2 separate regions of the Sus scrofa genome follow, and region 1 is linked to region 2. Evidence: chromatin contacts called from public Hi-C data. All regions are on one chromosome and are shown on one strand. Each heading gives the region's core, a stretch centred on a gene start, on an enhancer-like site or on the middle of the called end of the contact. The rest is flanking DNA. Distances are from core to core; before and after follow the strand shown.

Region 1 (5,495 bases), core at 2,145-4,644, 310 kb after region 2:
AGTCGGATTTGTTAACCACTGCGCCACAATGGGAACTCCTGGATTCCAATATTCTTCATTTGAAATCAGAATTACACTAATATCACAGAGATATTGGATGCTAGATAAAACAGCTATTAAGAAATATTAATTTGTCATCTATGGTAAAAAAACGATATATGAGAGTAGACTAATCTTTACCCCGAATGACAGAAAAGAGATAGCAAAACAGAAATCATTCAATTATAGTAAGTTTTGACCAGTGTTATGCTTGGGATATACTCCTAATATCTCTCACACTGTTTCTATTTCTTCCATGGTAATTATCACTAAAAATTGTATAATTTATTTTATCATGCACATTGTCCACACTCTCACATCAAATACATGAAATTTTTGTGTGTCTTGCCACTGATAGTAGGTATTTAAAAAAATATGTTGATAAGCTGCTACAGACACTAGAGAAAACAGTATGCCAATGAAAAAAGTAAAAACAGAATTATTCTATGATCCATAAATTCCACTTGTGGATATATACTCAAAAGAACTGAAAGTAGGGCCTCGAACAAGTATTTGTACACCCATGTTTGTAGAAGCATTATTTACAATAGTCAAAAGGCAGAAATAACCCAAATGACAGATATAGATAAACAAAATGTGGTATATACAATCAACAAAATATTATTCAGCCTTAAAAAGGAAGGAAACTCTGAGGAGTTCCCACCATGGCTCAGTGATAACGAATCCAACTGGTATCCATGAGGACATGGGTTCAATCCCTGGCCTCAGTAAGTCGGTTAAGGATCTGGTGTTGCTGTGGGCTGTGGTGTAGGTCACAGATGTGGCTCAGATCCTATGTTGCTGTGGCTGTGGCAAAGGCCAGCTGCTACAGCTCCAATTTGACCCCTAGTCTGGGAACTTCCGTATGCCTCGGGTATGGCCCTAAAAAGACAAAAAAAAAAAAAAAAAAAAAAAAAAGGAAGGAAATTCTGACACATGCATGAAACTTAAAGACATTATGCTAATTTAATAAACCAGAGCCAAAAGGACAAATACTGTATGATTTGGTACACAGAGTATATAATGAGATACAAGGTAGATTAAGGACCTGGTTTTGTCACTGCTGTGGCTTGGTTGCTGGTGTGGCATGAGTTCCATTCCTGGCCTGGGAATTTCCACATGCCACAGGCACTGCCAAAAAAAAAATACAGAAAGTAGAACAGTGGTTGCACGTAACTGGGGGAACAAAGGAGTGGACAGTTATCATTTAATGGGTAGAGTTTCTGTTTTGCAAGATAAAAAGAGTTACATAAGAGTGGGTGATAGTGGCATGGCTATGTGGATGCCACTGAGCTCAACACTTGAAAAAAAGGTTAAGGAGGGAGTTTCTGTCATTGCTCAGAGGAAACAAATCAGACTAGCATCCATGAGCACAAAGGTTCAATCCTGGCCTTATTCAGTGGGTTAAGGATCTGGCATTGCCCTGAGCTGTGGTATAGGTTGAAGACGTGGGTTGGATCTGGCGTTGCTGTGGCTGATGAGGTAGGTCAGCGGCTACAGCTCTGATTCCACCTCTAGCCTGGGAACCTCCATATGCAGCAGGTACAGCCCTAAAAAAAGAAAAAAGGCGTAATAGAAAATAGAACAAATTTTTATCAGCAATCACAACAAATGTAAATGAATTAAACTCACCTATTATAATAACAGTCAAACACGATAAAAGGCCGGCTATATACTCTCATAAAAGACAGACCTGAAGTATAAAGACATAAAGGGGGTGTAAAATGAAATTCCTGGAAAATACAGTAACATAACCTGACAAACAATATTATCAAATAAAAGAGAACTTGGACTAAATGGTATCCACAAGGATAAAGAGGCATGTTGTAGATTGGAAATCTTAGTCCCAATTCTTCACAGGATTATACATTCACACTTTTTGCCATATAACTTTGCTTTGTCCTCTGACTGTGGGTGTAATTAATGTTAACCTTAGGCACCTGACTGGCTTTGGCTAACCCAATATTAGTATGATTGGGAAAAGAAATTTTTTTTTTTTGTCTTTTTGCTATTTCTTGGGTCGCTCCCACAGCATGTGGAGGTTCCCAGGCTAGGGGGTCTAATCGGAGCTGTAGCCACCGGCCTACACCAGAGCCACAGCAACTCGGGATCCGAGCCGTGTCTGCAACCTACACCACAGCTCACGGCAACGCCGGATCGTTAACCCACTGAGCAAGGGCAGGGACTGAACCCGCAACCTCATGGTTCCTAGTCGGATTCATTAACCACTGCGCCACGACGGGAACTCCAGGAAAAGAAATTTTAAGGATGCTTTTAAGATCTGTCTTGTACTCTGGTGATCCACCATGAGAAGAACATGTCCTGGTAACCACTGTCCTTTTAGCCTGAGCTGCAGAAAGAACGCCTATGGAGCAGGTCTGAATCCATTCTGCAGCCCATCCATCCAGGCAGGCCCAGCCTAGGTAAAATGAACATAAAGGACCTGTAACCCTATGAACAAGAAAATAAATGCTTGCTGTTGTATTCCACCGAGTTTAAGAGCTGTTTGTCAGGCAGCATTATTATAATGACAATAAATAATACATATAATAAAAAAAGCCAAAAGAAGGCCCAAAAAATAAATAAATAAAATAAATCTGGACAATGTCACCAAAGGAAAGAGGGCTAACAAAGAGTGGGCAATGAGGAAAAAGGACCACTTGAAACCAAATACAATTTTTTTCAAGCGGTTACCAATTATGCCTACACAGAAGTCAACTCAGGCAAGACAAGAACCACTACACAAATTACAATTGCCAACACCTCACCACACTCACACATTGCACATCCACCTAGCAATTACACAAACAACACCACAAACGTTTTCATAAATCACAATCACGAACATCACCATTACACATCCTATCACAATTACTCCATCACACTCATACACAACCACACCCCCATCACTCTCACATCACCACAATCTCTCTCTCTCTCTCACTCACACACACACACACACACACACACACACACAGTAACTCTCCACCACAGTTTCTCGTTCTGAGAACTCCAACAACTCTCCAGGAGCATTCTCCGCACTGCCGCTACTCCAAACACTTGGGGCCTCCTTAAAGGCTCCACCCCTTTAGCCGCGCGCTGATGCTGCCCAGATGGCTTGAGCCCCTTCCTTAAGTCCCGCTCTGGGGACACGGCAGCGTCACCTGCCGGAAACGCCCGAATGCACATCTAGCGCGCAGTTTCCGAGAGGATGGATGAAGGAGACCCGAGGAAGGCCCGGGCCAGGCGCTGGCAACGTCGAACCACCCCACCGCGTCTGCCTCCCAACGGACGTTCCACAACACAACACCTCCCAGAAGGCCTCACGGCTTGACTCAACTTCCGGCCAGAACAGAGGGGGCGTTTCCTGTGTGAGGGAGACCGGGGTGAGCCTGGTCGGCTCAGGTGGTTAAGCCCGAGTGCCCGAGCTACCGCGCGTGGCGTCTCTGAGGCCCGACTAAATTCACAGTTGCGGGGGCAGTCGATCAGGGTGAGCCCTAGCAGGGCGCTGAGAGAAATCAGCTGTGGGGCCCACTGTGGACCACATTTCCCAGAGGGCCTAGCGGCCGGTCGCTCTTCTCGCAGGAACTCGAAATTTGCGTCACGCCTGGCGGGACTGTTAGATCCATGAGGTGGGCGATCGTGGGCCCGTGGGGCACTGGTTCAGCTCTGCGGGTTGGGATCCTGGGGGACCTGGAGGAGGCTGAAATTGAGGAGGCCAGAGGCTGATACGGAGGCTGGTGCTTGTGCCTGTGCGGGCGGAACGGACTGAAAAAGGGGAGATTTTGCGACCCTTTTGCATATGGGGTTGTGACCGTGTGTCCCTATGGTGGTGTGTGATTGTGACCACGCGACACTAGGATACCTGCGGCTATGCGAATGTAACATGTGTTCCATGGTGAGTTTGGTATATTATCTGTGTTGCCATGTGTGGTTCTATGTGTGCAGGTGTGGAGTGTGTGTTCCCTTGTTTTAAGTATGTCTGTGCCTCATGAATGTAGCACCGCGTTTATGGGTAGGAGGCTCCTGTCAACTGTGCGATTGTTACTTCACAGCTCTGTCTCTAGGAAACCTCTGTGAGGTTTGGTCAGACTTTAGTCCTCGACAGCTGTAACCTCAACTTTCTCCTGAAACACTGAAATTGGGTGGGACGCCCCATTTTCCTCTGATCTCCATTCCCTGAGTGTGTGCTGAGGCTTAGGGCTGAGACTGGGGCTGAGCCCTGACTTGACCAGTTTGAGCAATCAGAAAAACCTGGTGTCTCAAACTATTACTTTCTCATCTAGTTCTACCCTTTGCCAAGTGAGGAGCAGAAGAGAAGGAAAGAATGCATGCTGAACTTCTACAAGCAGTGTCCAAAGTATGTTGAAGTTTCTTTTTTGCTTTCCTTCTTCTGAAAATTAATGCTTAATAAAGATATGTCACTTGAGGAGTTCCTGTTGTGGCTCAGTGGGTTAAGAACCCAACAAATAGGACACAGGTTCAATTCCTGGCCCTGCTCAGTGGGTTAAGGATCTGTGTGGCCATGAGCTGTGGTGTCTGCTAATGTGGCTTGGATTTGGCGTGGCCATGGCTGTGGCTGGCAGCTGCAGCTCCAGTTTGACCCCTAGCCTGGGAACTTGCATATGCTGCAGGTGCCACCCTAAAAAGACCAAGAAAAAAAAGATACCTCTCTCTCCCTTTTTTTTTTTTTGTCTTTTCAGGGCTGCACCTGTGGTACATGGAGGTTCCTAGGCTAGGGGGTCCAACTGGAGCTGTAACTGCTGGCCTACACCATAGCCAGAGCAACACAGGACCCGGGCGATGTCTGCAACGTACACCACAGCTCAGGGTAATGCCAGATCCTTAACACACTGAGAGAGGCCAGGGATTGAACCTGCATCCTCGCAGATTCTAGTCGGGTTCACTGACTGCTGGTCCACGTTGGGAACTCCAAGGATATGTCTTTTGATTATAGGTTCTTATAATTTTCCCACCAGAAAAAAGTATAATTGATTCTATCGAAGTGCATAACTCCCATATTCCTAATATTTACGTATTTGGAAAATGGGTCCATTTCTGTTTGCCAAGTTTTCTTTTTAAATGCAGTATTTATGGAGTTCCCGCTGTGGCTCAGTAGGTTAAGAACATGATTAGTATCCATGCGGATGTGGGTTCATTCCTGGCCTCACTCAGTGGGTGAAAGGATCCAGTATTGCTGCAAGCTGTGGCAATAGGTCGCAGACATGGCTCAGATCTGGTGTTGCGGTGGCCCTGGTGAAGGCCAGCGGCTATGGCCTGTTTTGACCCCTAGCCTGGGAACCTCCATGGGTTTGGCCCAAAAAGCAAAAAAACCCAAAAAACTATTTATTATGATTTTAAAATAAAGTATGGCTATTTTAGAGATTTCAAAAACACAGAATTCCCGAGAAAAAATGAGACCACTCAAATAACTAGTGATAATTTTTGGTGTATTT
Region 2 (5,119 bases), core at 547-3,046:
TCTCGGTCTGATATATTCCACTTAGCATAATACCTCAGTGTCCTTCCATCTTGTCACAAATGGCAGGATTTCTTTCTTTCTTTAGGGCCAAATAATACTCCAGTGTGTTCGTGTTTCTTTTTCTTTTATTTTAGGGCCGAACCTGTGGCATATGTAAGTTCCCAAGCTAAGGGTCAAATTGGAGCTGTCACTGCCAGTCTACACCACAGCCACAGCCAAGCCAGATTCGAGCCTTGTCTGCTACCTACACCATAGCTCACAACAACACAGCATCCTTAACCCACTGAGCGGAGCCAGGGATCAAACACGTCCTCATGGATCCTAGTTGGGTTCATTACCACTGAGACACAACCAGAACCCCTGTTAGTGTTTCTTTATCCATTCATCTGTCAGTGAACACTTGTTTCCATGTCTGGGCTATTGGGAATAATGCTGCAGTGGAGACAGGAGTCAGATACCTCTTTAACATCCTGTTTTCATTTCCTTGGGATATATCTAATACTGCTATTTTACTTGATCAGTAACAGACATAATTCTGCAAGCAGAATCAAACCGACAGAGTTTCTCAGTCATTCATCAGTATCACTTATGCAGTGATCCACTTTCACAGTCATCATGGAATGAACACACAAAATCATGATAAATAAGACTTGGTATAGACACATTCCGTGTCCAATAATCTAACCCACTTCACAAAACCACAACTCAATGGGCCCTATGTGACATTCCTAACTCCATTGAACCCATCTCATAATTCTATAAAACAATACCAAGTCAAACTCGGAAACCACTTGATAGTCATGCAATCTCAAACACAAATCACAACTAATCGTTCTACAAATTTGTTAGCTTCTTAAAAAGTTAAATATAAACCTAACCTATTAGCAACAATTTTTTCCTCTTAGGTATTTCCTCAGAAGAAATGGAAACATGCCAGCGTTATTCGTAATATATAAAATCTGGAAATTTCAATGTTCATAGAGAAGAAAATGAAAAATCAAATTGTGGCACATTTGCACAATGGAATGCTTTCCAGAAATAAAAAGAAAGAAATACACAACATTAATAGATCTTACAGAACGAGGATGAACTAAAGGAGGCATATGGAATTGCAGAACTGACAAAACTAAATTACGAGGACATGTATCAGAACCATGGCTGGCTCTGTTGTGAGTCTGGAAAAGGACTCCAGGGAACTTCCTGGCGGTGAACACACCAGAGCAGTCAAACACGGCTCCTCGGTACTACGTGCCTCGCAGGGTGTCGGGGCTTTCTCTAGGGGCAGAACTGAAAACAACAACAACAACAAAACCCTCTGGTTCAGGACCACGGACCTAGGGTCCCACACGCACGTACAGTCCCGAGTGAAGTCCTCTCCTGGGCTCTCTCCCGCTGGAACTCCCTCCGCGCGGCTTCAGCCCTTCTTAGCCCGGCCTCCCTCCGCCGGGAGTCCCGATTCCCTCTCAGGCCCTTCTCTGCCGGGTTTCCGGCTCCCTCTTCCCTCCACGGCCTGGCGTTTCTGACTGTCACCGGGCCTTCCCGGCGCCAGGCTTCTTCGTCCGCTTCCTCGGCCCGCGCTGGGCGGGCTTCCGGTTCCCTTTTCTGCCCTCCCCGACCCGGGCTTGCGATTATTTCCTCGGCTTGCGGTCTCGTTCCTTACACGACCTTACCTCGCTCGCAAAGGGCAGTCACCCGTCACTTCGGCATCTGAAGGAACACCAGCTGCAACCCCTCTGCCGAGGGCGAGCGATCAGCGCGCCCTAGAACCCTCAGGGGTCGCGGGGCGCGGAGGAGTCTCTGCGGCTGGTGGGATCCACGTTCGGTTCAAATGTCTTTTAGGTGTTGGACTACATTTCCCACAGGCCCCAAAGCCCCAAATGAACTTCGACGTTTGGCTCCCCTTCCGGTGTCGCGGCGCTTGTAGGGCTATGCCTGGTGAGTTGAGGTGACCCAGGTCCGGCTGTGGGAGAGACAGGTGGTGAGGAGGCCTTTAGCTCCCAAAGCGCGGATGGGGCGTGTGCAGCTGGAGCCTCAAGCCTTGTGTGCATGAGCCGCGGAGGCAATTGTCTGTGACGGCGTCATTGCAGAGTGTTAGTTCGCACTCGTACGTGTGTGATAGAAAGCGAGAGCGAGTCAGAGGGTCTTGGGGCCCTGATTCGCATGGCTGGTATCTGACTGGGCTCGCGGGCTGTCAGGGGCGGAGCCTACTGTGTGACCTCGGTCTACAGGACCGTGGCCGAGAGGGTGTGTGACACCGCGACCGCGTGGTCCTGTGACAGCTCTGTTGTAAGTATGACTATTACGTGTGAACGAAATGGAGTTTTGTTTTGCTTTCAGTGAGCTTAAGTTCGGAGTTTTGTTTTTTTCAGTGAGCTTGTAGGAGTGGGTAAAATTTCTTTTATGGATATAGAATGTATATGTATACATATACATAAAATTATATGTATATGTAAACTATATCCCCGCGCCCCCCAGTACCCAGCGTAGTGCTTAACTTAGAGGGTAAAGGGAGTGTTACCCATCCAGGGTACCAATTGTAGGTTCCATAATTTCTTGGAATGTTTCCCTAGATTCTCTTCTGTCCTCACACCATGTAACCAGTTGGATCTAGCTGCAGAGAAATGATCGTCAAAGAGAAAGTCACGAATATCCCTCCTATAATGAAAGTTCTCAATAGAAAAGTACATGGTCAATCATGAGATGAGAGTTTAGGCTTGCACTTGCCTTCAAGATAGGCTTCTGGGAAGACCTGAGGGGGAGGGCACAGGTGCAGAAGTTTTTCCTGGGTTAAACTCCCTTGAATGCATTATGGAGGCCAGAACCACAGCATTCCCTGAGCTGTGGCCCCTAGATGTTGCTGGGAACATATATTCTAGCTCTGGGCATAGATGATGTTTACCTTTTTCTCTGATACTGGTAAAACTCCGTATTGTAGTTTCCCTCTTACTTCTGTTTTATGGTGAGTGATGGGCCATGTCTGGTGGTGGACAGTGTTTTCTTATTTAGCAAGTTTAGTCCCACAAGTCCCTTCTTGTACCTGTAGTTCCGCAAGTCCTGAAGTGAAGAGCATTGCTACTTAGTGGCCCATTCAAAGTCAGTTTGTGTTTGCTTTTTATTGTCATATGTTTTTGATTTACAAATCCTAGAAGATGTGCTTTCCTTCTCTTACATTTCCCTGCCTAAAAGATGCGTTTAATGTTGTCCCAGAGTTCTCTGAGACTCTCTTCATTTGTTTTCAATCTTTTTTCTCTTTTCTGTTCTGCATCCGTAATTTCCACTTCAGTCCTTCACCTCACTTATTCATTCTTCTGCCTCCTGTATTCTGCTGTTAGCTGCTTCTAGTGAATTTTTATTTGTTATTGTATTTTGCATCTCTTCTTGTTTAAGTTTTATATCTTGTATCTCTTTGCTCAGTGTTGCCTATAAGTTATCCATCTTTGCCTCCAGTTTATTTCCAATGTCTTGCATCATCTTCAGCCTCAACAATCTAAAGTCCTGGAGGTTGAGAATCTCCTGATCACTTAGCTGTTCTGGGATTTTTTTCTTTCTTCCTCATCTGGGTTATAGTTCTCTGTCTTTTCATTTTTATAGGTTTTTGGTGTGGTGACCTTTTTACAGATAATAGAGTTGTAACCTCTCTTACTTCTGATGGCTGCTCCCCTTGTGGCTGAAGTTGGTAAGGGGGCTTGCTGTATGGGAGGGACTGATGCCTGCCCACTGGTAGGTGGAGCTGATTCCTATCCCTCTGGTGGGTGGGACTTTTGTCTCAGGTTGGGATTAGAGGCAGCTGTGTGCCTGGGGGGGTCTTTAGATAGCCTGTTTACTGAGGGGTGGGGCTGTGATCCCACCCTGATAGTTGTTTGCCCTGGGGCTCTCAGCCCTGTGGGTGGAGCCAGATTTTCCCAAAATAGCCACCTCCAGAGAAAGGCAGCTGCTGAATAATCCGGAGTTTTGCTTCCAATGTCCTTCCCCCACAACAAGCCACATTCACCGGTTTTCCCAGGATGTCCTCCAAGAACTGTGGTCAGGTCTGACCCAGATTCCTATGGAGACTTTGCTTTGCCCTGGGACCCCGTGCACATGAATGTCTGTGTGCCTTTTAAGAATGGGGTCTCTATTTCCCCCAGTCCCCTGGAGCTCCTGCACACAAGCCCCACTGGCCTTCAATGCCAGATCCCCACACTCATGTGTTTGGAGATTTGATGTGGAGTTTGATGTGGGGCTCAGAACTCTCACCCCTGTAGGTGAGTCTCTGTGAACCATTTACTTTCCAGTCTGTGGGGCTTCCCACCCAGGAGGTATGGAGTTGCTTATATCACATAATCGCCCCCCCTACCTCTTTAGGTGGCCTCCTCTTTGTCTTCTGGAGTAGGATATCTTTTTGAAAGTTCCCGGTCCATTTGGTTGAAGATTGCTCAGCATTTAGTTGTAAGTTTTGTTGTTTTTAGAAGAGAAGTTGAGCTCCAGTCCTTCTATTCCGCCATCTAAATCCCCACCTTCCCTACCTAATTGAGACTTGTCCATTTTTCTGGTTCATAGGCCTTCCCTTCCCAGTTAATAACAGGGCAACAGAGATGGGTCCCTTTCACTTCCAGAGCCTTTCCAAATACCCTTTTCCTTTCCAGTTAATGTTCCCATACCCATTGGGTAAATCATTCAGTTACCCCATGTGCTCTTCTTCCCAAAGGATGGCAAAGAAACACAACTTGTTGGAGTTCCCATTGTACCTCAGTGGGTCAAGGACCCAACAGAGTCTCCATGAGGATATGGGTTTGATCCCTGGCCTCACTTGGTGGGTTAAGGATCCAATATTGCCACATGCTGTGACATGGGTTGCAGCTGCAGCTCCACTTCAACCCCTGGCCTTGGGATTTCCATATGCCACAGATGTGGCCATAAAAAGGAAAGGAAATAAAAGAAATACAACTTGTGGGGCATAAATTAAGGGCTTATTTTATTTATTTTTCTTTTTTTTTTCTTTTTAGGGCTGCACGCATGACATATGGAGGTTCCCAGGCTAGGGGTCCAATCAGAGCTACAGCGGCCGGCCTACAGCACAGCCACGCAGGATCCGAGCCACATCTGCAACCTACACCACAGTTCATGGCAACATGAGATC

The links. A called contact is a pair of places that touch in the nucleus more often than the background predicts.
Region 1: a contact with region 2 is called in a Hi-C map of liver, with 3 times the contacts expected there. The contact joins the promoter of ZNF829 here to the promoter of ZNF529 in region 2. A contact is called at or near these places in 1 of 5 promoter capture datasets (liver) and 2 of 47 Hi-C or Micro-C datasets (epiblast stem cells and liver).

What each region holds. Positions count from the first base shown.
Region 1 is chr6:46,118,132-46,123,626 of Sscrofa11.1, forward strand. ZNF829 (zinc finger protein 829) reads left to right here and starts at 3,395. Exons shown (of 6, transcript XM_013998466.2): 1 at 3,395-3,671; 2 at 4,326-4,399. The coding sequence starts at 4,367. ZNF568 (zinc finger protein 568) reads right to left here and starts at 3,375. Exons shown (of 8, transcript XM_021097146.1): 1 at 3,204-3,375; 2 at 1,672-1,732.
Region 2 is chr6:45,810,509-45,815,627 of Sscrofa11.1, forward strand. It overlaps ZNF529 (zinc finger protein 529), which reads left to right and starts at 1,797. Exons shown (of 4, transcript XM_013998445.2): 1 at 1,797-1,935. LOC110261284 (a long non-coding RNA gene) reads right to left here and starts at 1,811. Exons shown (of 2, transcript XR_002345332.1): 1 at 1,671-1,811; 2 at 1-1,287.